2 separate regions of the Danio rerio genome follow, and region 2 is linked to region 1. Evidence: chromatin contacts called from public Micro-C data. All regions are on one chromosome and are shown on one strand. The core of a region is the stretch at or near the end of the contact, and the rest is flanking DNA. Distances in the headings are between cores, read along the strand shown. Region 1 holds the start of tbc1d10aa (TBC1 domain family, member 10Aa). Region 2 holds the start of dusp2 (dual specificity phosphatase 2).

Region 1 (2,700 bases), core at 126-2,625:
TGGGCTGAAGGTACAATAAAATTTCCAGGATTAATCTCCTTTTTTATTTCCAAAACTAATCTCCTTATTTATTTATCTCCTTATAGCATTGCTTTAAATCAGGGGTCACCAATCTTGGTCCTGAAGGACCGGTGTCCCTGCAGGGTTTAGCTCCAACTTGCCTCAACACACCTGCCTGGGTGTTTAAGTATACCTAACAAGACCTTGATTAGCTTGTTCAGGTGTGTTTGATTAGGGTTGAAGCTAAAATCTGCAGGACACCGGCCCTCCAGGAACAAGTTTGCTGACCACTGCTTTAAATGATATTAACGAATGCAGTGTATTTAAAAAATGTTGAATGAATTTATAACCGCAAAAACATAAACAATGCCATTAATTTAATGAAGTTCAATGCTAAATAAACTAAGCTGCACCTGCCTTTGCCTTGATTTGCTCGCCAATGTCTTGTACATTGCCAGATGTTGGTTGAGTGACAGTATTAACAGTATTTAAAAATCTGACGAACTTATAAAACTAAAGAAATTACAAAAAAACAAAAGGTTATATTAGAAATGATGATATGTATGAAGATATTCAGACCACCAGCCCATCATTTTCCCTCTCTTCTCAAATGGAATAGTGGCCCAAGTCAAAGGTTAGAATGGGTCAACTAGGTCTGCCGTAGGCCCTAGTTTGGGCATATCTGCAATTCATTCATTTGTATTCTTTTCGGCTTAGTTCCTTTATTAATCAGGGGTTATCCAGCATATGTTTTATGCAGCGGATGCCCTTCCAGCTGCAACCCATCACTGGGAAACACCCATTCACTCTCATTCACACACACATACACTACAGACAATCTAGCATACCCAGTTCACCTATAGTGCATGGCTTTGGACTTGTGGGGGAAACGGGAGCACCCGGAGAGAAGAGTACATGGGAAGAACATGCAAACTCCATACAGAAATGCTAACTGACCTAGCCAAGGCTCGAACCAGCAACCTTCTTGCAGTGAGGCAACATCTACCCACTGCGCCACTGTTTACACTAAAGTTTGATTAAATAATATTCTTTCATTAAATTTTGAAGACAAGTGGTTTATAAAGTAGACATAAAATGCAAATGTTACTCAAAAACTTACCTATAAAAAGTGTTTACAAACAGGATACTGAAGACTCATTATAGAGCTGCATATGCACACTTTTAAAATAATATATATGAATATTTATTAACTTCTAGCCAGACTCCATTTTAGTTTGCTTTACATTTATCTCACACTAGTTAAAAAAACGTCTCAAATCCTTCTACAGAAATAAAATGCAAAACAAAATAAATAAATATATAAATAACCTGTGGATTCCGGAAGTGAGAGAGACGCGCATGTGCAGAACTGTCAAACGCAACAGCGAAAGACTGGAAACTCTGGCGCTAATGTCACCACCACCACCCCAACACTAAAAACACGACTCGACTGATGTGCCATTTACGACATTATTTACCTCTCAACCATGAGACCTCTGCTTAAACTACAAAGACGGCTCCGTCGTTGCGTTTTGACCGGGAATCTACTCTGTTTCGACGCTCAGAGCTGGGCTTGCTGAATGAAAACAGCCCCGCAGGACTTTCTGACAACCCGCCGACTGGAAAAATGTGATTCAGGAAATTCAGGCGTAGTTTCGCTCGTCCGGTTGTTTACACACTTTTATCGGCGGTTTTGTTTCTTCATAGCCGAATTACTCTGTCGGCCGCCGTTGTTTTGGGATTAAACTTAAACTCTGGGTGGGATAAGTGACACGTTGCGCGCTAAGCTAATTTAGCATTCAACTCGGGTGATTTAAACGCACGATAATCCGTTTAGAAGACGCTGTAGCTTTAAAAGACGCCGTTCAGAGCAAAGGATACAGGGGTAAAGTAGACTTGAATGATTGATTAAACTAGCGGTGGGACTGCGTAACGTTAGTTTTGATCTGCTTGATTGAGACGATCGAAGCTTCTCCGTAAATTCTCTTTATTTGGGATGCCTATAGACGGGTGTAGGTGATGTCCAGTGACTGAACTTGAGTTAACGTTAGCAGAGGATCATGATGGCTCAGCTGGAGAATGGACGTCTGTCTTCTGAGGACACCATGAGTGTGAGGACGTTGGGCAGTCAGTTTGATGAGGAAAGCTCCTTCGGGTCGGACTCTGAAATCAACGGGTTCACCAGCTCCAGACAGACCGACAAGTATGGATTCATCGGAGGAGCCCAGCAGTATTCAACCGAAATGTAAGTAAAAGTTATCGTTAGTATATTGGGTTTTAGATCGTGTCAGATTCTGTTTGTTTTGAGGGATTTGGGCGTAAGGCAGAGAGCTGGTCACGTGATTGGAGTGTGTAGTAGAAAGTATCCAACGCTCGGACTTTTAGTGGGTGTGTGTGTGTAAGGAGTAGAAAAGTGTTTGGAAGGAGCATAGTTTAGATTCTTGACACACAGTTAATCAGAGGAATTCAAAACAAAGGAAACTGCGTGAATGATTTACTGTTACCTAATCTGTTTAATCTCTTGCGTATGTACGTGTGTCATGTATGTTTGTCCCACAGTCCAATAATAATAAACAACAATAATGTCAATTAATAAAAACTGCATTCATTTTCTAAAATTTGATATATGCTCACATGTGTACCCCTTAAAAAAGTATGATGTAAAGCTGGTTTTGTATTCAGAACTTCTCCTTTATAATA
Region 2 (2,700 bases), core at 126-2,625, 180 kb before region 1:
TCTATATGTCTATTTACCAAGGCTATCTAATAAAAAAGAAAAGGCAAAAACATTGTCACATTACAAAGAAATGTTTTTTATTTTATTACATTTGTTAGTGGGCAGTGTCATTTAGTATCTAAAAAATCGTAGTTTAAACCTGAAATAACCAATGACACCAGCTGAAAAAATTAACATCTGTAGATACATATAGAAATATATTTTAGAACAATTTAAGCATTTAATATAAAAAACAAGTCATATTAAGTAGATATTTCTTTCATTTAAAACTACCCCTCCCCCACTTCTTCAAGCTGCCATTTTATGATACGATTTTAATGTAACATAAACAAAACAAACTAAAACAAATAGCAATTGTAAATTTATTACAAAAGACAGTTTATTTTAATACATAAGCTATTTAATGTGTCGCTGTGTTATTCTTGTTTTATGTCATTTCTATAATAAATATATAAGTATTAATATTATAATATACTATATAATATATCTGTCTTTGACAAACTAAAAGAAGACTTCCGTGTGATTTAGATTAGATTACATTTGCCATAAACAAATTATTTCTGCTCTGTATAACCGTCAAATATCTGCAAGTTGTTATCTGTCTATTTACCTAATAGTAATACAAATTTATTTCTAATCTATTAATACCCAATGTAATAAAATTAAAGGTGAAAAAATGCTCACAATAAGGAGAAATGCTTTATTTAATTACATTCGTTGGTGTAAGAAAACTGATTGATGTTAAGTCATTATGGCTATTTTAATTGACATTTTGTGAGTCGTTTAATTAATAATATAATATAATATAATATAATATAATATAATATAATATAATATAATATAATATAATATAATATAATAGTTTATACCTAAATGACAGCAGTTGTGTAAAGCTGAAGTTTACCTTGTAAGAAGCAGATGTGCGTCGAGGCGGACTGGACTTCAGACTGAAGGGCGCTGATGAGGAGACTGGCCAAACTCTCGCTCTTCAGGTCCCTCACCGACCGGCTGTTCTCATCCAAGACCACCACTGGAGAAAAGTCCCCGTTCCTCAGCTGGGCCAGGAGAGACTTATCCGCCACCAGCCACTCCAGGGACACCACGGAGCTCTTGGACCTGCGCCTCAGCATGGAGTTCCAGTTGACGTTGCGGGACTCGAGGATGTGCGCGCGGGAGAAACCGAGGAATGGCCGGCAGTCCAGCACGATGCAGCCGCCGGATGCGAAGAGCTCCGAGGGAGTCCGCAAAATCTGAACCAACTCACTGCCTGAGATCTCGAGAGGGTCGCCGATACCCATGATGCCCTCTCCAGACAAACAAACAGCCGTGAGTTGAAACGAATAACCTTCACAGCATCAACAGCAGCGCGTTCAGAATGTATGAAAGCGTTTTATATTTTACAACTATAAACAACAAATACAGGTGACACAAATCAATATTGTTCCTGTTATGTTTAATGTTACTTTAAAATGAACAGCGAGTTGTTTAATCTTTAATCCTCTGTATTTCTTTCAAAGCTTAGTTTTAAAGTCTTTTATTGGTGAGCAGATGTGATTCTACAGTACAGGCGGGGTTGGTAACAGTATTTGTATCGCGTCTCCTCTCACACAGCCACGCCTTCGTTTTCCACATAAGGAACCAACGTCACGCAAGGAAGCACCATATATGGCTTGCTGACCACAGCCGACATTCCATATATGGGTGCTGACGCGCTCTCCCCTCTTTTCCCACCGGCACGTGGTCGTTGGGGTTACCCGTGTTTTTTATGTTGTGACGTGAGTTTAAACAGTATTATAGAGTGACATTTGCATACAGTTTATGATGACACTTGTGTGTTTGCCTTTAGGGCTTTTGGGCAAGAGCACACGAGTTAGACTGTTTAAATTAGGAACATCAAAACCACGCGCTGAAGGCGATGATGCACTTTTTCATGGTTGAGCAAACCTTGTAATTTTGTGTGGGCAAAATACGCTGTGCTGCAACTTTCCATACAGGTGTACAGTTTCAGTGGGTGATGCAAGCTGGTAGGAGACAAGTGTAGCTAAAAAAAGGGAACAAAGATAGAAAAACATATAGGCTTTTATATATAGGCTGTATTCCCGAAGATGGGTTACGGCTGGAAGGGCATCTGCTGCGTAAAAACGTGCTGGATAACTTGGCAGTTCATTCCGCTGTGGTGACCCCGGCTTAATAAAGGGAGTAAGCCGAAAATGAATGAATGAATATAGGCTGTACACTAAAACAAATCATATGCATTGTAATAAAGTGTACCCATTGCTATAGCACAATTCAATAGTACTTTACTTAAACCCAAACATATTTAGATACCAAGTTTACATATTAACCGTGAAACAATTTGTTAATTAAATTCATAAAAGCAATATAGGCAAATGAATAATTGGTCATATTTAAATGTAAAGATATTGTTATTTTATTGCATTCAGCATTTATTTAATTTAGAATTATATAATCCAGTCCAAGGTTATTTACCTCACAGTGTTTTCAGATTACTGTACCTATATGTGAATGTGAATCTGATTATTAACAAAAAAATGGAGCTTTACAGTATATGCAATACGTGCATGTGCGGAAGAAATTGTCTGCAGTGTGTTTAGGTGTAGAAAATAATAGTATAGGTAATATAGAGTCATTTAATATGTTCCTCTGAACTCTGATAAAATGTTCAGTTAACGATAAATG

Evidence for each region. Hi-C and Micro-C count contacts between places; a contact is called where the count stands out from the background.
Region 2: a contact with region 1 is called in a Micro-C map of caudal fin, with 3 times the contacts expected there. The contact joins the promoter of dusp2 here to the promoter of tbc1d10aa in region 1. A contact is called at or near these places in 2 of 18 Hi-C or Micro-C datasets (caudal fin and an unstated tissue) and 1 of 4 datasets of contacts at active chromatin or transcription factors (embryo).

Annotation. Positions count from the first base shown.
Region 1 is chr8:48,887,482-48,890,181 of GRCz12tu, reverse strand. It overlaps tbc1d10aa (TBC1 domain family, member 10Aa), which reads left to right and starts at 1,375. Exons shown (of 10, transcript XM_073910987.1): 1 at 1,375-2,245. It also overlaps a transcript of gck not described here.
Region 2 is chr8:49,068,754-49,071,453 of GRCz12tu, reverse strand. It overlaps dusp2 (dual specificity phosphatase 2), which reads right to left and starts at 1,375. Exons shown (of 4, transcript NM_001003451.1): 1 at 905-1,375. The coding sequence starts at 1,298.